Linked DNA regions of Mus musculus: all the other regions are linked to region 2. The links are chromatin contacts, called in public Hi-C, Micro-C and promoter capture Hi-C maps. All regions are on one chromosome and are shown on one strand. The core of a region is the stretch at or near the end of the contact, and the rest is flanking DNA. Distances in the headings are between cores, read along the strand shown.

The links. Promoter capture Hi-C pulls out the DNA fragments that hold promoters and counts their contacts. A called contact is a pair of places that touch in the nucleus more often than the background predicts. Capture Hi-C pulls out chosen DNA fragments and counts their contacts.
Region 1: a contact with region 2 is called in a promoter capture Hi-C map of stem cell-derived epiblast-like cells, with 2.8 times the contacts expected there. The contact joins the enhancer-like site here to the promoter of Golga5 in region 2. A contact is called at or near these places in 6 of 39 promoter capture datasets (the HPC-7 cell line, embryonic stem cells, hematopoietic stem and progenitor cells and 2 more), 1 of 15 datasets of contacts at CTCF or cohesin (the NIH/3T3 cell line), 4 of 484 Hi-C or Micro-C datasets (CD8 T cells, cortical neurons, liver and 1 more), 1 of 115 datasets of contacts at active chromatin or transcription factors (extraembryonic endoderm stem cells) and 2 of 9 other capture datasets (adipose tissue and embryonic stem cells).
Region 3: a contact with region 2 is called in a Micro-C map of embryonic stem cells, with 4 times the contacts expected there. The contact joins the promoter of Unc79 here to the promoter of Golga5 in region 2. A contact is called at or near these places in 2 of 39 promoter capture datasets (hippocampal neurons and stem cell-derived epiblast-like cells) and 2 of 484 Hi-C or Micro-C datasets (both in embryonic stem cells).
Region 4: a contact with region 2 is called in a Hi-C map of rod photoreceptor, with 4 times the contacts expected there. The contact joins the enhancer-like site here to the promoter of Golga5 in region 2. A contact is called at or near these places in 2 of 39 promoter capture datasets (the 3T3-L1 cell line and the C10 cell line), 1 of 15 datasets of contacts at CTCF or cohesin (pro-B cells), 2 of 484 Hi-C or Micro-C datasets (embryonic stem cells and rod photoreceptor) and 4 of 115 datasets of contacts at active chromatin or transcription factors (extraembryonic endoderm stem cells, large pre-B cells, pro-B cells and 1 more).
Region 5: a contact with region 2 is called in a promoter capture Hi-C map of adipose tissue. The contact joins the promoter of Atxn3 here to the promoter of Golga5 in region 2. A contact is called at or near these places in 16 of 39 promoter capture datasets (3T3-L1-derived adipocytes, the C10 cell line, the HPC-7 cell line and 13 more), 3 of 484 Hi-C or Micro-C datasets (B cells, muscle stem cells and pre-B cells), 13 of 115 datasets of contacts at active chromatin or transcription factors (the SCID.adh cell line, bone marrow-derived macrophages, cardiomyocytes and 8 more) and 3 of 9 other capture datasets (adipose tissue, liver and macrophages).
Region 6: a Hi-C map of bone marrow-derived macrophages shows a contact between it and region 2, with 5 times the contacts expected there. The contact joins the enhancer-like site here to the promoter of Golga5 in region 2. A contact is called at or near these places in 6 of 39 promoter capture datasets (the C10 cell line, the HPC-7 cell line, hippocampal neurons and 3 more), 2 of 15 datasets of contacts at CTCF or cohesin (large pre-B cells and pro-B cells), 16 of 484 Hi-C or Micro-C datasets (B cells, the C10 cell line, the HL-1 cell line and 10 more), 5 of 115 datasets of contacts at active chromatin or transcription factors (bone marrow-derived macrophages, embryonic stem cells, large pre-B cells and 1 more) and 2 of 9 other capture datasets (adipose tissue and macrophages).
Region 7: a promoter capture Hi-C map of stem cell-derived epiblast-like cells shows a contact between it and region 2, with 4 times the contacts expected there. The contact joins the promoter of Cox8c here to the promoter of Golga5 in region 2. A contact is called at or near these places in 6 of 39 promoter capture datasets (cranial neural crest, embryonic stem cells, liver and 2 more).

The regions. Positions count from the first base shown.
Region 1 is chr12:102,778,337-102,781,036 of GRCm38.p6, reverse strand. It overlaps Btbd7 (BTB (POZ) domain containing 7), which reads left to right. Exons shown (of 11, transcript NM_001377026.1): 11 at 1-240. Among named protein-coding and RNA genes, the nearest start is that of Ubr7, 22 kb to the right of the region's middle. Within about 2 kb of position 1,391, at least 11 of the 459 cell types and tissues checked have an H3K27ac peak or open chromatin away from gene starts, as enhancers often do. A contact at or near this core is called in stem cell-derived epiblast-like cells, where this site is marked.
Region 2 is chr12:102,467,769-102,470,468 of GRCm38.p6, reverse strand. Golga5 (golgi autoantigen, golgin subfamily a, 5) reads right to left here and starts at 1,335. Exons shown (of 13, transcript NM_001199004.1): 1 at 1,106-1,335. It overlaps Gm30198 (a long non-coding RNA gene), which reads right to left. Exons shown (of 3, transcript XR_381856.1): 3 at 2,593-2,700.
Region 3 is chr12:102,947,467-102,950,166 of GRCm38.p6, reverse strand. It overlaps Unc79 (unc-79 homolog), which reads right to left and starts at 1,308. Exons shown (of 49, transcript NM_001081017.2): 1 at 592-1,308. The coding sequence starts at 613.
Region 4 is chr12:102,028,877-102,031,576 of GRCm38.p6, reverse strand. No RefSeq gene overlaps it. Among named protein-coding and RNA genes, the nearest start is that of Cpsf2, 54 kb to the right of the region's middle. Within about 2 kb of position 1,311, at least 6 of the 459 cell types and tissues checked have an H3K27ac peak or open chromatin away from gene starts, as enhancers often do. A contact at or near this core is called in extraembryonic endoderm stem cells and rod photoreceptor, where this site is marked.
Region 5 is chr12:101,956,649-101,959,497 of GRCm38.p6, reverse strand. Atxn3 (ataxin 3) reads left to right here and starts at 1,255. Exons shown (of 11, transcript NM_029705.3): 1 at 1,255-1,364. The coding sequence starts at 1,341.
Region 6 is chr12:102,157,316-102,160,015 of GRCm38.p6, reverse strand. All of the region lies in intron 2 of Slc24a4 (solute carrier family 24 (sodium/potassium/calcium exchanger), member 4), which reads right to left. Among named protein-coding and RNA genes, the nearest start is that of Slc24a4, 30 kb to the right of the region's middle. Within about 2 kb of position 1,250, at least 6 of the 459 cell types and tissues checked have an H3K27ac peak or open chromatin away from gene starts, as enhancers often do. A contact at or near this core is called in bone marrow-derived macrophages, where this site is marked.
Region 7 is chr12:102,898,015-102,900,714 of GRCm38.p6, reverse strand. It overlaps Cox8c (cytochrome c oxidase subunit 8C), which reads right to left and starts at 1,409. Exons shown (of 2, transcript NM_001039049.1): 1 at 1,224-1,409; 2 at 181-470. The coding sequence starts at 1,349. The coding sequence ends at 378.

The sequences.
Region 1 (2,700 bases), core at 142-2,641, 310 kb before region 2:
TGTTTACGCTTCAATTGTACATAGTGTTTTTTAAAGAAATATATAGTATTTTTATTTAGGTACCTCCAAACTTGAACTCGTCTGTGTGAAGCATTGTAAACGACACGTTTCTCTTTTGAGTACCATCACAGTTGTACAGAGGTTTTCACTGGTTCTATTTTTCTACTGTTACTGATAAGCATGTAACACTGACTTTATCCTACATAGAGTTGGCATTTCAAATAAACAGCTTGTATAGAACCGCTGAGTTGGACATAGTCTGTTCTAGCTTACAGCATTTGGTCTCCATCTACAGGTGTGGTTGTACCCCTTAAGAATAGGGTCTGGAGTTTTTCTAGATTCTCTGTCTCATGTTTTTAGTTATCCAGAAACATTTTGATGATGGTGGTGATGTTTCCTTGAAAACTATCCATTCTGGTCCAAGTTTACATTTATTTCACCCAGGACATTTTTGAGAGATTTCATTGTATAAATTGAAGCAGTGGTCTCCATAGGAAGTTCAGCCATTTACCAGGCACCTGGAGTGCCTTGTGGTCAGTCGGACCAAAGATGTATCCAGGTATTCAGACCTCCAAGCATGGAAGACCTCAGACTAAAGACAGTTCTACTTCAACATTTTAACTTCCCTTCCCGGAAGAAAAGATACTGTTAAAAGGGGTGCTTGGGTGGAAAGACTTGGCAGGATGAAGAGAGAAGAGGCCTTAGCTGGAAGCTCAGGAGGGCTGTGGAAGTAATGAATGAGGGCTCTGGGACAAACTAGTGGACCCAGCTTTGGACAGGCAGATACTGAGATTGGCCCTTATGCCAATCTCAAACATCAAAATCGCTACAAAAGCTTTGGCCTGAACTGGAGGGTGATGCTGGTGTTAGCCAGCTTTCCCATCAGTGGGAAATGAAGAGGCTCAGGAGTGATGTAAAGAGAGCCAAGCAAAGATGGATTCAGGCTGCAAAGGGCGCAGTATTTCATAACTTGCTTAACTTTTGGTTGTAGCTTAACTAAAAAAAACGGGTCGCACAAGGGCACCCACCCGGGAGCTAGCTGGATTTGTGAATGGAACACACACACAAGCCAGTTAATTTTAAAATGCCTTGGCTAGCTCAAAGGCTGGGCATTCCCTGCAGCTAGCACACATTTCCCTCCTATAATCCTGGTTTAACGCCCTCCAGTTCTATATTTTATCTTTGTTGCCCTGGCTCCTTGTGGGCAGCTCCCTGGTCTTTGCTCCCCAATACGCTTCTGGGCAGCCCTTTGAGTGACCGCATTCCTTCTCACATTTCTGATAAGTTTCTTTCTGCAGCTCTAAATCTGATCCACCTCCCCAGTTCCTAGCCCAAGAAAATCTAAAAGTCCCACCCCATCCCCTCTGCCCAGCCATTGGCTGTAAGGCAATTCTTTATTACCAATCAAAGCCAGCTGGGGGCAGGCTTCCTTTAGCCTATGTGTGGGACACTGCAAACAGGTTTGTTAGGTAACACAATTAGCAAGAGAACACCAGCTATTGCAGTTGGTAGGCAAGACAAGGAGGGTCTGAACCAGAGGGAAATGAGCTGAATATTAGTCGTATTAGTTTGGCCAGGAGTTCTAAGGAGTACCTACCTGACAAGTGTATTTAGGTAGAAAGTCAGGGAGAGTGGTCTATATATACTTCATGACTGAGGGGAATTTTGGAAGATGGAAGACACAGGTGAAGACCCAGAGGACCCTACCTTCCTAGGTCTTTCAGAGGGGACTCATTGACCCAGGCCTCCCACAACAGGAAGGAAAACTGCAGTGTGGCACTGCCAGCCAAGGCAGCTAAAGGGACAGCTTCGTGATAAAATTACCACACACACTTAATATGGAGTAGAGAAAATGACAGATAAAATAAAGTGTATGTGACAATTCTCAAGAGTGCTTACAGGGCCTGCCCCTGAGAAGGCTAATGGAGTCGGGGGACTTGGAATTGTAGTCTGTCTCTTGTTCTCTGCCTCTCTTGCTTAAAAATCTTTCTTGGTAGCCCTGGCTGGCCTAAAACTGTGTAGACCACACTGGCCTCAAACTCAAGAGCTGCCTGCTTCTGCCTTCTGAGCGCTGAGGTGTGTGTCTCTATCCCTGCTTGCTACTTTTTTATTGTGCCATTTTCTTTTTTTAATGGGGCTTGGAGTTGGGCCTCGGGTATCGTAGGCACGTGCTCCACTACCAAGGGAAAGCCATCAGCCCCTGCTCACGTGTTTATTTGGAGTGAGCACACATGCCACATAGAGCTTGTGGGGGTTGAGGACAACTTAGAGGAGTCAGTTCTCTCCTTCCACCTGGGACCCAAACTCGGGGTGTCAGACTCCACCCACTCACCAGCCATGGCTGAATTCTCACATGACCTATATTAACTCTTCAAATTAAAGGAAAAAGACTAAATATTACTTCCTCACTTCTCAAAACCTTTTCACCTTTTTTTGTTCCAAGCATCACGTGATGCCCGGAAGACAGCATTCCACATCACTCCTCCCCAACTTCTGTGCTGATTCTTTCTGCCTCTCCTTCCATTTGCCTAATCCTTGAAAGGGGCGCTGTAGATGTCTTCATTTAGGGCTGACCAGTCAAGGGTCACAAGTTCTCAGCAATCTGAGCAGTTATAGGTCTCTTAAGTAACCGACTGCAGCACTCGTGTCTGACCAGAAACCTACGTATTTACAAGGCCATTTGCCAGGTACAGTGTGTCC
Region 2 (2,700 bases), core at 86-2,585:
GGAACTATTAGATCTTGGGCTTTCTTCACTAAATTGGCATCAGAGTTGTCTTTCCTTCCCTTCTATGCTAGGTCTTTTTATTCTGTGTGCATGCCCTTCTTTTGCCTTACACTGCTTCAGGTTGTTGCAACTGTTGTTTTAAAACATGTCTCTCCCTGCTGGGGAAGGGGGAGTGGGTGGATACACACAATGCCTGGTTTGCTCAATGATAAATTCCAATTCTAGCCCACACACAGGCACTCCTAGAAACACTACTGAAGTAATTCATCCTTATATGTCAAGTGTTGTGCAAACACTATCACTAAAAATAATATAATATAAAAATAAAATAATAAAAATAATATAGTAACATAATGCTCAGCTACATTATATGGCAAACTGTAAAGTCCTTTAGAAACAAATAAAGATGGATATGGCTTAGAAAGATCCTGGAACTTCGATGGCACCTCAGACACTGGAATCTAGGTCAACCTAGAGGTAAACCCACCTTTTAACCTCTCCGCTCTAACCTCGTCGGAAGTTAACTGTTTCAACACACTCTTTAGGAAACCCATTTAAGTGTGTATTTCAATTTATGAGAAACCAAATGAAAAAGGAATGTAACATGCCTTCTGACTTATAAAACGTTACACAAGCTCGATGTAAAAATTAGTGATGAGCGAGAGAAAAGTAGCTCTCCTAATAAAAAAAAGCCTGAAGACAATTAATGTCTTGCCTCCCATCTGAAAGTTAACGGGGCTTTAAAACATATCTTTCACGTGGATCGTAGACACTAAACCTGAGCTCTTATCTCAGTGACAGACTCCAAGAGGGGACTTCCCGTGGTGCAAAGCCACCGGGAAGGTCAGATGTCACACAGAGGCGGGGGTCAGGGGTCAGGCCCGGCGGTGTGACCACGGGTCCCCGAGAGGCGAGAACACATCGTACTGGGTCCCCAGAGCAGAGTCGGGGTGGAGGGCGGGTCAGCCTCGGTATCCGGAGGCTACGGGGCTCTGGCATCCCCTTCCTTGTCCCTGAGCGAAGACGAGCACGACAGCGCTCGGGAAAGGCGGAGACCGGGTCCCGCAGGCCAAGCCGTCCCGCCCGCGGCCTGGTCGCGCCTCACCTGAGGACGCCGAGCGGCAGCACCGCGGCCTCGTCGCCCGCCCGGGCCGCCACAGCAGCCCGCTGCTCCCGGACCTGCCGGCTAGCTCTTCCGGGAGACGTGGAAGGGCGGCGAGGACCTCAAAACAGAGTGGCCAACGAGCTGCCTGAGTGGCCGGAAGCTGAGCGCCGCCGGCCGCCTAGCAGGTCACTCAGGCGGCGGCGCCGGCGGCCGCGGGGCCCTAGCGCCAGGCCACGCCCCCTTCCGTCTGCCGCCGAACCGGGTGCCGCGCCAGCGTGCGTGTGACGTAACGCCGCCGGCACGCGGCCTCCACAACATTGCGGAGCACGCCCACAACGGGGGGCAGGGTCCCGAGCACCACAGGGGCGGGCCCAAGCCAAACTGGGCGGGGCATGAGCCGGCCCAGGCCTCTGAGCTCCTCCTCCCTTTCAAAAGTTTTACACGTGAGGATTTCGAGGCAGAGACTGGAACTGTCTAATCCCTGGGCCTGTGGGATGGTTCAGTAAATAGAGTACATAGATAAATAGCCAGGACTAACGGCCTGAGTTCTGAGTTCTGAGTTCATTCACAAAGCACACACACACACACACACACACACACACACACACACAAATTAAAAATACAAGGGCTGTGGAACAACATTATGAACTAACAGTACCCCGGAGCTCTTGACTCTAGCTGCATATGTATCAAAAGATGGCCTAGTCGGCCATCACTGGAAAGAGAGGCCCATTGGACTTGCAAACTTTATATGCCCAGTACAAGGGAACGCCAGGGCCAAAAAGTGGGAGTGGGTGGGAGGGTATGGGGGACTTTTTGGGATAGCATTGGAAATGTAAATGAGAAAAATACCTAATTTTAAAAAAACTGGGAAAGGGGATAACATTTGAAATGTAAACAAAAAAAATATCCAATTAAAAAAAAAATACAAGGGCTGGAGAGGTGGCTCAGTGGTTAAGAGCACTGGCTGCTTGCTCTTCCAGAGGTCCTGAGGTCAATGGCTCACAACCAACTGTAATGGGATGGGATCTGGTGCCCTCTCCTGGTGTGCCTGAGGGCAGCTACAGTGTACTCATATAAATGAAATAAATCTTTAAAAGAAAAAAAGAATACAATTTAAAGGGATGGGGTGAAGAACTCGGGAAGGGGGGACCAGTAAGGGGGGCAACATTTGGAATGTAAATACATAAAATAGTATAAGAAAAAAAATAAAAGAATACAATTTTTTAAAAAGAACCTGCTTTCAAGTGACAGAGATGGATTTTGCCTAAACTAATGAATCAACAATAGTTCAGAGCCTTTTGTAAACCAAGAGAAACAGGGAGAAGTATCCCGAGGTAGGAAAATAAGTCAGTTTGTGAGGGTTCCTTGTAGAAAAGATAACTTGAACTGAGACTATTATTCAATAGTGCTATAGTTATATTTTGCATACAGCTCACAGACTTTTTGAAATGGGTTTTTAAAAAGAAAATCTGTGTTCAATAATTCACTGAAGGCTACATCTACTGGGTAAACAGGACCAGGCTAATTTCGCCAACTGAAAAGCCTATGGTAAATTCTCAAGTAAGTGCGTTTGGGCATTGAGGAAACTAAGA
Region 3 (2,700 bases), core at 59-2,558, 480 kb before region 2:
TTAGTTGCTCCAGGGGAGCAGTGTTGCTATGCACGAGTTAATTTTCTTTATACTGAATGCAGAATTCAGCCTGCTCTCTGTTCCCTCCCCCCTCTCTCCCTTCTTGCCTCTTCCACCCGAAGTGGAAACTGCAGACTCAAACTCCCCGATGGCTCCAGCACCAGGAACTGGGCATGCTCAGAAGGCCAGGCAGGCTTTGGTTGCAACTGACAGTTCCCCGCCCCTGATTTGCCGCTGCCCCCCTTCCCCCACTCCAACAAGAGATACCGAAATGTTTATCTGAAAGATACGAGGCCTCTTTTTCCCGAGATTGACCCCATTTTAATTTCGTCTCGCGGGGTCTTCGGTCTGGAGAACCCCACTGCTAGCCCCAGTAGACTGCATTATTTTTCAGCACCGGGGACAGCGCCGCGCTGCCTCCGCCGTCCACCCTCCCCCACCTCCTTCCACCCCCCACCCGCCACCCGCCCCAACCTCAGCCCCCACCCCCGCACCAGCACAATGCCAAGGTCTCCCAGCAGCCGCAAACGCCGCAGCTGCGATAGCTCCCAGCCGGAGGCCGGGCCGAACGCCGGGCCGGCTGCTACTTACACTGCTCCGCTTTGGTGGACATGGTGCTGTCCAGATGGAAAGGCTTTGCCCCAAAATCTGTGTCGTGTGAGCTCCCTCGCTCCGCCAGCGATGTTGCGAGGAAAAGAGCGCATACCCCCCACCCCCCACCCCCTCGCTTTCCCCCTCCCTTAGGCCCGTGTCGCTACCATTCGGACAAAACGCACATCAAATTGCAGAATTCGGTCCCGGAAGGTTAGGAAATCGCCCCCGGAGAAATGGGTGGGATTTAATGGGCGGCCAAAGGCTTCCTGTCCGTCCCCTCCTGGAGCTGCCCGCGTGGATGTGGGCGGGGAGACCGAAAGGAGAGAGCGAGCTGCGGCTCCTGGTGAAATGGGAAAATGGGCTCGACCGGGGGAGGAGTATTTCCATTCATAAGGCGCACGGAGGGGCCGGGTGTTTCCCAGAGAAAAGCCTCTTAAAGTGCCGGAGTCCCCGACCATTTGGATCTCCCCATTGGCGTTCTCCAGGCCCGTAGATCCTGCGAGCGAAGCAGCCCCCGGCGCCTCGACGCGGTGACCGGAGAGGAGCACAGGTGCGTCCCACGCGCGTCTCAGCCTCCGGGAGGAAGGGCAGGGAGGCGGATCCGGGGCGGGCTGCACACAGCCGGGCCGGAGGGCGACGACAGTGCTCCAGAGGACTGCGAGGAAGGAAATGGAGAAGTAACCCTCTGCATGGCTTCCCGGCGTGCTGCGCTCCGTGCCCTCTGCCTCCCCTGGCGGATGGGCTCTCCTGCTGCTGAGCAGCGATGGGAGGTCCCAAAGCCAGGGGGCTGTGAGAAGACTTGAGGGGGTGTGGGTTGGAGCTAGGGAAAGGAGGAGATTTCCATAGATGGTAAAGGTGGAAGGTCCACAGAAAAGGAAGAGGAGAAACTGGAGACAGAAAGAACCCAGGTGTGCTCCTCGCAAGCAGTCCAGGCTGGGCGCCTGGGAGAAGCCCCTCTCTCTGCTGGGAAGCAGAAACCAATGGAAAAGGGGAGCGATCAAAAGGGCAACATGCATATTAATAGGAAGACTCCTGGAGAGTCCACCTCAAAGTAGAAAAGCACTAGAAGCCTGGGTTTAGGAGAACCAGATCCCAGACTCTGTTCCATTGCTTGCTATCCGTAAGCCTATGGTTCTTCATCATCTGTAAAATGGGAACAATAAAATCCGCCCTGCCGCCCGGAATCAATGGGCAGTGGAATAATACAACGGAAACAGAAAGACTAACTGCCAGTCATTAGAACCAGTCTTCACTCAAATCGTTCATTTGGAAAACTGGGCGGGGTGCGGGGGTGGGGGTGGGGGACAACAAGCATAGCAAACTGGTTTAGCAAAAGCAATAGGAACTGTAAGTTGATGAGCTATTTTTAATATGAAGAAAATCAATGTTCTTCCATCTCAGGAAGAATGATATGTAGGTTAAGGAAATACTAGTAAATTCCCTGAGAAAAGTACTAATTATCCAGATCTTTGACTATTAAAAACAAAACACTGGGAACAATTATCAAGGTATTCCAAGTGGCCTAGAAAACAGACGTCTAGGGAGCTGTCCGTGGTGCAAGTACTGTGGAGCTGTTTGACTGCGAACAAGGGGAAGGGATTTGGCGCCTGAGGATGCCCCTCCGACTGCATTCTTGGTAGGTAGCTTGAGGTACCTGCCCAGAGACCATCGCGCTCTACCACTGCTTACTCCCCAGACCACAGCCCCGTCTCAGGGAAAGACAAATGATTCTTTGAAGAACGACGGCGAACAGTTCATCTTGAGTAAATAAAATCAAAATACATGGAAGTGGTTCTGAACAAAATATGAATATAATGAACATTTCTGAGAAAATGACAAGCGTTTTGTGTGATTAGAGGAAAGCTCAAGGATTTATTCCAAAATTTCTGGGAAGCTGGAGGCATTAATAAAGAAAACAGTAATTGAAATTTGAAAGAAAAAAAAAGTAGCTTGGACAAACACAGAACAAAGGAAGAAATACGTCTTGGAAATAATTCCCCCACCCCCTGCCTGATGTTGCTGCTGTTTGTCACTGAACATCTATCTCTACATTGAGAACCAGCTGCTGCTGAGGTCGTGCCCACCCGGGGGAATCCCGATCTGGGT
Region 4 (2,700 bases), core at 62-2,561, 440 kb after region 2:
GCCTCTCAGTGAGAGAATTTACAAAGAATGCATACCCACCTTTAACATATGATTTCAAACAAATCTGTATTGAGCACCTACAGAATACCAGATACCATTGTAAGGGCTGGAGATGCTGATTGTACAGATCTCCTTTGTTTCTGTCTTGAGGCATGAACCTGGCAGTTCAGTACAGGGAGTGCTTGCCAATGAGCTATTTCTCAGACATCTTTCTACTTTTTATTGTGAGGCAAAGGCTCACTAAGTTACCCAGGTTGGCCTTGAAGTCACTCTTCTAGTAAAAGCAGACCTTGAATTTGGGATCCACCAAATTCAGCACTTCAATCACAGCTGAGGTCACAGGCTCAGGCCACCAGGCCTGGCTCAACAGTCCTATGCTCATAGAACCTACATTTCATTGTCTGTCTCCAGACAATAGGCACAGCATCAAACAATAAAGCTAAAAACATATGATTAATGTCAATTGCATATTAATTAGTAATGCCCCTGTCTCCAGTTTTGGAATCTGATGCTACTTGGCTTTGAGTAGCTCACCCTTTTCTGCCCAGCACTTCACGTGTTGTTATTCCAGGTGGCATTTGGAGTGTGTGGGGTCATGTCATTTCTATCTTAGTCCCTTCTGAAGGGCATAAGGGGTGCATGCACTCAACAGGGACTATACGGTGGGGTGCAGTGGAGGTACTTTGGAGCACGAGGGCTGTGAGCCTGATAATACGTCTTTACATCATTGTTCTATCTACAGCTGTGTGACCTGGGTGAATGACCTCATTTCCCCAAGCCTCCGTTTCCCCATCTAGAAACTGAGGAGCTAGAGCTAAACTAGAAACTGCTCAGCGTTCTTAAGAGGCCTAACGTTTGTGATAATCTTGGAGCAGCACTTGGTACACAGCAAGTTGCTAGCCTGGAGTCTATAGAATGAACCCAGATGGGAGGAAGGATCTGGGAGCCAAGTGGAAACCTGAAGTAGCCACCCACCCACATACTGGCCTGTGCTAGTGTGCATATACACGTGCACGTGCAGGAGTCGGGCAGAAGCCCACACCAACGTTTCTGTTCCCAAATATCCTTTGATGATGGAGATGAGCAGCCTGGTCCATGTGTCATTTCAAGGAAGACACACTGATATTCTCCCTCAGGGGCTGCAGCAAAGCCACTCCACCACAATCACACCCCCAGAAAGGCAGAAGGGCTCTGAGAGAGGCAGGAGTTCATTAATAATTCACCACACAGAGGGCTTCATCTTTTCCCCAGTGGAGCTTCATGGTGGAATGCCAGAATTCAAGTCCCTGGAGCTGTGTAGCCTGGGACAGTGACAGCCTCACTGAATCTCAGCTCCCAGCCCGCCATCCAGCTTGTGCTTGTGAAGTGATGTGGGTCTCTATCTCCCAGAGGTCATTAAGCCACTGGCTTACCTCCTGTGCCTTCTAGCCTTGGAAGTAGGCTAAAGCCGGCCTGGGAGATTATTTGCAGGGAATTAGCATGGGAGAGAGCAGGATTAGAGCAACCTTCCAGCTAGGGCTCAGCAGCTCCACCTGTGAGGAGTAGGTGCCACCTTCAGTTGAAGAATGATGCTGGCTGCTCTCCGTGTTTAGGGTGAGGGGTTTCTGGCAAAAGAATGGGTGACATTAAAGCAGCCACTCTGGAAGGTCCGAACTCAGCAAGGATGATAGCTTCCTTACCTCTACTCTTCCCCCACTGATATCCTCTAAGCTCCTCCCCCAAGATCACATGCAATTAGGGTAGAATTGCCCATGACAGGTTGGAAGGGGTGGCTAGATACTCAAGTGAGGGTTCTGGACCTTTCCCATCTACTTCTTCTATAAGGGAAGGTAAATAGCCAACAGGTTCAGCTGTGATGATGTTATGGAAGCTACCCAGCAGAACCGAAGATAGCAGCAGTTTGGTTCAGAGGTTCGTCCCGTACACCACCTTGGCTACTTTAAAGCAGTCACTGTTTGCCCGAGGCCTCCCCTCATTGTCCACAGAAATAAGGTCTGAGATTTGCACTCCTCCTTAGAGCCAACTCTTCTGATAGCTTTTTATTGAGTGTCGACTGAAGAGCGACAGTATTATTCAAGGCTTCAGAGGGCCAGGTGTGCCCTTTAATGCTCTCTGGCCACTGGAAACGTGAGGTTAGCAGTTCCTTCTGTTGCAATATCAGTATAAGAGTGAGCACATGTCCCCACAGCGGGATAAGGGCCCTGGCTGTTCACGGTGTTCTTCTTTATCCTGGTGAGGGAGGAGGAGTGAGTGGGGAACAGGCACAAACGAGCTGAAGCACGGGAGGCCACAAGGAGCCTTGAGCAGCTATTGCCTGCCTTTCTCTGTCTTCATAGGTCACCAGTGTTCTAGCTCCTAAGATTCAATGCTGAAGAATTTAAGAATTGAACATTGAAAACTTCAAAGTCAATCTAAGTCCTGTCAGTGCCCAGGAATGCATTGTTTTCCTATGTTTACAAAACCTTTAGGAATCTAAACCAAACTTGCTCTGCTCTTCACAGAGCCTTCTCTCTCTCTCTCTCTCTCTCTCTCTCTCTCTCTCTCATATGTATGTTTGCTGTCTGCATGTATGTGCCAGGGTACACATCTACACCCCCACCCCACCCCATATAGAAGACAATGTTAATGCCTGTTCTATCTCTCCACACCTTACTCCTCTGAGACAGGATCTCTCACTGAGCCTGGAGCTAGGCTGGCAGC
Region 5 (2,849 bases), core at 6-2,505, 510 kb after region 2:
TTTAGTTGCAGAGATATTTAAGCTCAGTATTTTCTAAATTAAAAGCCTTTTCTTCTCTTCCCAAGACCCTACTCATTCTGTAAAGTATTTCTGGTTGGAGTATCACTTCTGCTTTACATGGTACCTAGAGCAGAAACCCACAAGTCTTTCCTAACAATACCCCCATCCCACCCCAGTCCCTCATCAAAGTCTTCTGTTTCCTAAAGCTTCAAAGTGGTCTCTCTCCATTCTCAAATCACTACTGGAGTCCTGACCACCAGAGTCTCTTCATTTCTCCCCAAATGCCTTTCAAGTATTGTTCCCCAGTGATCCTCTAAAATCCTAATTTGACCCCATGTCTCTAGTTTTAAAAATCTTTAACCGCCTGTAGCTTTTTTTTTTTTTTTTTTTTTCCCGGTAGGGAGGTGGTGGACAGGGTCCTCCTATGTAACCCTGGCTACAGGCTGGCATAGAGCAGCTGTCCTCCAACACAACATATGCCTTCCTTACCTTCAGGTACAATGAGCCTTTAGGAGACTGGGCCTTTGCTACATTGAAGAACCTAAAATGGTTCCACCATACAAGATACAACGCCCAATACAACGCTTAATCTTTGTCAATCCCCCCCTCCCCACCCCCATCCCCTGCGCGAGCCACTCAATATTTTGCTGGATTTTTCACTTCCTCACCAACGCTTCCTCCTTCAGAGATGGCGTATTTACCCCAGGACCTGATATTCATTCCAACAGCCAACTATGTTGGACAGTGTGCTGTGCTAATTTCTTCGTACCTACATTTCTTTATTTGTATAATATTACAAAAGACACACACACATCAAAAAATGCCGTATTAAATTGCGCTTACAACTGGACTATTCTAAGTCAGTCCTAACTAAACATTAGCTATAGTTTTTACACAAATATTAGGTATGTGGAGAATGCCTCTTCTGGAATGAAGTCTTCAGTGGGAGAGGAGTTGCTCACATAAAGATGAGGAGAAAGGACCAAAGAAGGTGGAGATGGAAAAAAAAAAAAAAAAGAAAAAAAAGAACCTAAAACTTGGCTGCGAGGATTCTCTTCTAGAACCCTAGAATCACAAGATTGTCCCGCGTAGAGAAGTTCCTCCGCACAGCAGGCGGCGCCGCAGCATCACGCTTGCCGCGGGGAGGACCAACGCCGCCCAGGTCACGTGTCCCGTGCTCCCGGGTTCGCGTGCCTCGTGACGTGCGCCCGCAGTAGTGATTGGTTGGCGAGAGGCACGTGGCTAGGGCGGGGCGGACCGGGGCTGAGGGGTGGGGCCGGGGGCGGAGCTGCTGGAGGGGGCTGCTCCGCGCCGGGGCCGTTGGCTCCAGACAAATAAACATGGAGTCCATCTTCCACGAGAAAGTGAGTGTGGGCGTTCGGTGGGGAGCCGTCCTCGGCTCGGCGGCGGGCGTGGGGAGCAGCGACGCCGCTTCAGGAACTCAGGCGGGGCCCGAGCGCCCCCATCCCGACCTGGCTGGGTGAGGGGTGCTTCCTGCCTTCTCCCCATGGCTCCGCTCGTGAAGCCTCCCGCATGCGTTCCCGGCACCCTCGCCCTAGAAGACCGGGCGGGTAGCCTGGGCATTTCGGGGGGCTTCACCCGGAGGATTAGCGCGGGCGTTCCTTGTCCACTTGCCACACCTTTTCGGGTTTCTTCTCTCTTCTCTCTTAGGGTCTAGTCTAGCGAGTCGCCTTTTCAGCACCTGGCGGACCCTTCCCAACTCCACCCACGCCCCCTAACCTGTCCTCTGGCAGATCCAACTTTCTCTCTCAACTCAGTTCTATAATGGAATGCTCCATGCATTTAGATCTTGATTATCCATCCCACGTCTTTCTGCAGTTGTGACCGTGGCTTTCCCATTAAAGGGCCTGACACTTCGGAAGTAAAGTAGGAAACCCCGGAGGGAAGTCGTCATAAGAGTTTTTATTACGGGGATGTTTGGGTTGTTCTCCCATTTTTCCGGACCAGGAGGCCAGCTTTGTTTTTAGGTATTATGGATAGATTAGAATCGTTCTACTGTGTGATTTGGCTTAGTCTCTTCCTCACCTTAATTCCTAAGTGACTACGCTTAAAAGTATTGCTGTGACATCTTGAGAAACTGGTCTATGTTCGCATACAATTATCAAGTCATTTGGGTGTTTCTCGGACAACCATGTTTCATAATCATTTTAGGTTTGGAGAGGGTTGCTAGTTGAGACTATTATTTCGTTGGGAGCAAAGGCCTTTGTTTTTATCACTTGTAAAGGAGCATTGACTCATAGTGTTTAAAATCCACGCACAACAAAAAGACAAAAATGATGTGAATCTAAGGACGTTGTTAAATGAAGTGCTCTTAAGAAGACATTTTGAGTGTTTTGGAACTGGAACAAGTTAGTTTGTGACAGGATTTCTTGTAGCCCAAGTTGGCTCCAGACTCCCATCGTCCTGTCTCTGCCTCCTGAGAGCTGGCTGGGATGATGGCCACGTGCTATGACTGAGTGAGCTCCCCCTCCCGGCCCCCTCCCCACATTCATTTGTAATTAATTTTCCAAAGGTTTTGGAATAAGACCCATTTTAAACATGTTATATTTTGAACACTGTATACACTGCTTCATGAGACTCTTGCCATTCATTCTATTTAAAAAAAAAAGTTACTGTTTGTGTGTATGTGCTGGTGTGGAGGTCAGGGAGGACTTTATAAAGTTCTCTCTTCCCAACTTGGTGTGAGTTCCGGGTGTCTCAGGCTCTTAGCAAGCCCGTTTACTCACTGAGTCATCTCTAGGGTGAATGAAAAAAGAAATGGGAAGGACATGACTTTTCCTAGGGATGGCGGAGGAGAAGGTTTATTAAAGAGATTTGGGAGAGCAGAG
Region 6 (2,700 bases), core at 1-2,500, 310 kb after region 2:
TCTCTTACTTTGCTTGCTACTGACAAACAAACACAAAAACATCCCACCCTGAATGATGGAGCTGATACTACAGTGGAGATGGGAAGGAAACATGAGACTCAGCCCCAGGACCAGCCATTGCCTGTCTCCGTTGGCCTAGCAACCTGCCGTACTGTAGTGATCAGCTCTCTTCAGGTGTTGACCTCCCAGAAAGGCTCTGGTAGAGTATGAGACCCTCAAGGACATCATGAGTGTGGAGAGTGCCCACTATATCTACTATAGGCTGGGGAGGAGCAAGAGGAGAGAGCCTGGACCCATAAGAACTAGACATGCCTGTGGCTTTCTCAACTTTGTCCTCTATCCACAGGGATAGGCCACTGCTGTGTCAAGTAGGCATGGTCCATGCTGCCAGGACTCCCGAGCATGGAGGATGCTCTAGGCACCGCACCCTTGCATTTCCATGTACTGACTGCTCACGGAAACTCCTTCTGAGCTTCACTCTCTATTTTGTCCTCCCCCAGGATGGTTCTGGCTTATTGTATTTGAGCACCATGCATCCAAAAATCCCAAATCTAAAGTGCTCCAAAGTCTGAAACATTTTTAACAACATGATGGAATTCCATACCCAATCTCATGTGATAGACCAAAGTGAAAATACACTGAATACAATACAATACAATACAATACAATACAATACAATACATTACAGTACAGTACAGAACAGTACAATACAAAACAAATACACTAAAATATTAAGTAAAATTACCCCCAGGCTACGAGTGTAAAGTATATAAAATATAAATAGATTTCTTGCTTAGACTTGGGTCCCATACCCAAGACATCTCATTATGCATATGCAGATATCCCAAACTGAAAAGCATCCAAAACTCTCCTGGTCCCAGAGATGCTCAGTCTGTGCTGAAACAACAGGCCAGTATCTGCGTGCATGGCAAATGTCCCCCACTCCTTCATCTTCAAGTGCAAATGCTAGGGTCTGAAGGCTGAGCTGCAGGCAAAGGGCCTCTGGGTAAGTCACCTAGTGTGCCATCCAGCTTCTTCTGTGAGAGCTGAACCCTCAGAGGCTGCTGCTGTCAGCACCTGTGTGCAGCCTCAGTTCCTGTTGCTGTGAATGACTGACACTGGGACCCTCAGAGGCTGCTGCTGTCAGCACATGTGTGCAGCCTCAGTTCCTGTTGCTGTGAATGACTGACACTGGGACCCTCAGAGGCTGCTGCTGTCAGCACATGTGTACAGCCTCATTTCCTGTTGCTGTGAATGACTGACACTGGGACCCTCAGAGGCTGCTGCTGTCAGCACATGTGTACAGCCTCAGTTCCTGTTGCTGTGAATGACTGACATTGGAACACTCTCCCCTCTTCCCATCTTTGCAGCTCATTCTTTGACTCTCTCTCTCTCTCCCTCAGTTGACTCTAGCTCCCTTCACCTGCTAGTCCCCAGCCACCCCCCTTCAGGCCTGCACAGAGTGGCTGTCCCCTCAACACCCCCCCCCCTTTTCATTCCCTCTTTGGTACAAATGCCACTTTCTCAGTGAGGCCTTCTCCGAGGAGCCTAGTGAGATGCCTACACAGTGGGTCTGCTCAGTCTACTCTCTTCTCCCATGAGGAAGTGTTCAGGGCTTGCTAGTCAACATGTAAAATCTCAGGGGAAACACACACACACACACACACACACACACACACACACACACACACTCACATACATACATATGGTGTGTCTCCAGTCAAGAGCTGCACCTCATCAGAGTCCCCAGATCCCACAGGCACAGGCTCACTCCCTTGTCGTGAGCTGGGAAGTCTACTTTCACACATTCTGTCCCTAGCTCGGGCAATATCTGTTTCCTTCCCTCAAGACTGTAAGCATCCTGGGGAGGCATTTGCCTGTTCTGAACACCACTGTGTCTCTAGATAGAATGTGTGTCTCTGATAACAAATGAACGAGTCAAAAGTAATCCAAGGTCAGGAATGTGGAAGCTAGCACAGGGTCTGTACACACCTCTCCAGGGGGCAGGCTGGCACCCTGAGGCTCCAGCCCCAGCCCCAGCCCCAGCCCCAGCGTTGAGTTTCCCATAGGTAAACCCCTATGACCAAGCTCATGAGAGGGCACAAAACTCAGGCAGTTTTCTTATTGGGTAGCTGTGGGGTAGCTCTAGGCCCAGCAGGTACAGGTAGGACAGTTAGCTGCTGTAGAGACCTGAACCCTCTCCTGGCTGCAATAGGCTGGTCACTGGGGAGTCTGTCTGTCAGTCTGACGAGTCTAACACCCTAACACCACCAAGCCCAAGCAAGGAGAGACTGACCAGATATCTCTGCAAAGAAAAGGGTCCGAACAACAAACAGCTGGTAGAGTGGGAGCCCACATGACTCAGCTAGGAAAAGATGTGAGCATCAGGGCCCAAAGCTCCACCATGACTGATTCACCTCCCACTAACAACACCATGGGTGCTGGACAACCAGGCTCTCTCTTCCAAGGAGGTAGGATGAGGTTGCCAACCAATGGGAACTTAATTCGGGATCACGTGACACCATCCGTTAAAACAACACATCCTGGTCCCCTCTGGGCCAGAGATTGCTGTTTCTGGGCGGCTCGCTGCTCACTGGTTCTGCCCTTGTCTGGGCAGCAGCACCAGTGTAAATGTAGGCGGATCATTGGGGAAGCAGAAATGACCACAGCCCACAGCACAGCAGAATCTAGGTGGGAATC
Region 7 (2,700 bases), core at 160-2,659, 430 kb before region 2:
TGTAATTTTTATAAATTTTCTCACTGTAATTTTAATAAATTTTTGTCAGCTTTAATAATATTCAGAAGACAATTGCCGGGGTTGTGGCTCAGTGGTAGAGTGTCTCCCACGCACGAGCACTTGGGTTGGCTACCTAGCATTTCAAGCCAAAACAAAATAAGTAAAAAAGAAAGCAATACTAAGCACAAACAAGTGTTTCCATTTTATTTAACACTTAAGCAGATTATGTTCGTCGTCCATATGATGCACAGTCCAAAAACAAACCGAAGTGTAGAACATCACAGACAGTTATAGGACTAACTCGTCAGAGGAGGTTCAAACAGGCACTTTTTCCCATTTAAAGGAGCCATGCCGTGCTGCTCCTGGACATCCTGTATCTACTCTCCTTTGAAATACTTCAGACTGCTTAGCACATATGCAGCTGGGATGTAAAAGGTCGTAAAAAACACGACAATCCCAACAGCTGATTCCTGGAAAAGAAGAAAAGGAATATTAATGAGTATGGCCCACTGCCTAGTAAAACGGCTTATGGGCAGAGGCGTGGAGGTTGGCAGCAGAACACCGACTTTGTGGGCTTTTATGCACAAAACTCTGGGTGTTTCCCCTTCCTTATACACCCAGCTAAAGATCTTTCTCAGAGGTCGGAGAAATGGCTCATCTGCTAAAACTTTATACCACTCTTGCAGAGAACCTAAATTTGGTTGCCAGAATCCACATCAGGCAGGACATAGTCAACTCTAGCTCCAGATCCAACACCTCTGGCCTCTTCAGATACCTGCACTTTAGTGCACACATCCACAAAAGTATGCTGTGAAATTTGTCATATGACCAAAAAAAAAAAAAAAAGTCTTGGGTCCTGCAACGTGTTCCATTTGTATTCAACTGAATTTTCAAAAACTCATTTTTTTTCAATAGTTGCCGGTTTCTGACCTCTGGATTCTGGAAGCTCAACTATGTCTAGCGTCTCTCCACCAGTTTTTAGAGAAAATGCTATGTCTTGGCCACCAGGCAGGTAGATTACCCTGGAGTGAACCGAGGACCCTGTGCCTCCATAATGGAGAGCCAGGTCCTACTTGGGACTCTCATCCTCGCCCTGAACCGCCATCCAAAGTGACCCCACAACTGAAGCTGCCAACACACACAACCACACACACAACCACACACACACACCACACACTCCCCCCTCCACACCCATTTGGACCGTTAAGTGGGTTCTACCTCACCGTGGGCGACAGGATTTTTTTTTGTGGGCTTTCTGAGTGGCTGAGGCGGCCTGGGTGGCCAGGCTTCGAGAACAGGACTGCACGGTGGCGGAGGAGCGAAGAGCAGAGTAGCAGCAGGCGAGACATCGCAGGTCAGAAAAGGGCCACTGAGACAGAGCAAACCGGAGACCACCAGTGTCGGAGTCAAAGGCCGTTGGTAAAGTGTGCGCGAGGAAAGGGCGGGCAGCTGGTTTGAGCATGCGCACCATCCACTCAAGCCCTTTGCATGGAATTTGAGCTCTTACCCGACCCTGCTTCTCCGCTGTATGTGTTTTGGCCCTGCCACTCTCTACCTTCTTCCCACCTATGTCCTCACAAGTCCAGCTTCCTGCCCTCTCCCAAACTCTTTGCCAAACCTATTCAGTCCCAAAGCCACACTCAGGATTTTCTGATTTTCTTCTCCTAACACAAGGTGAGGGACCATTGGCTGCCAACATCTATAGCTATTGCTCAGTATTCCGTTGCTTTTAGTCAATAGCAGATATCATACCATTTTTACACTGCTCTAGAATATAAATTAAAATTTCCATAGATCGTGTTCCTGGTATTTTTTTTTTAACTTCCTTTTCTATTAGTTTTTGTGATCCTGACGCTTTAACTCCGGGCTCCATGCATACTACATCAGTAAATGAACTAAAACCATTATAGCTCATCCTTTCACAAACCAGAGCAAAGTAAATGTGCGTCTATTTTAGCCTTGCTTTACTTGCTGATAACTCTTCTTCCCTACCTGTAAACTAATTCTTAACAATGAAAACAAACGAACAGAGAAAAGCCATGCATGGTGGACCACATCTGTAATTCCAGCATTAGTTTGGAAGCAGGGGGTTGGGAGGTCAAGGCCCTGCATGCTAGGCTAAGGTTAGAGCAGGAGGCCAGCCTGAGCTGTGTGAGAAAGAAAGGAGGGGGTGAGAAGGGATGAGGGAGGGAAGGCAACAAAGGAACTAAAAGAGAAAAGAGAGACAAGACTAAGATCAGGTTTTTAACCTGAGGAGTGATAGTGCACGCCTTCAATCCCAAGGCAGAGGCAGGTAGATCAATGAGTTAGAGGCTAGCCTGATCTACAGAGCAAGTTCCAGGACACAGAGAAACCCTGTCTCAAAAAAAAAACATTAAAAAGAAAGAAAGAAAGAAAGAAAGAAAGAAAGAAAGAAAGAAAGAAAGAAGGAAGGAAGGAAGGAAGGGAGGGAGAGAGAGAGAGAGAGAGAGAGAGAGAGAGAGAGAAAGAAAGAAAGAAAGAAATTTTATAGGATGATGATGATGTTAAAAAGATTCACGGTACAGAGAATCTGGGCCCAGAAGAGAAGATGAGAAATCACCAACAACTAAATTTGTATTCATCAATAGAAAAATAGAATAGATTATTATAAGTTTTGAAATTTAATATCATAAATATTTCTTTTGCAAGCCTATTGTATAAATAACCTTTGAGATAATA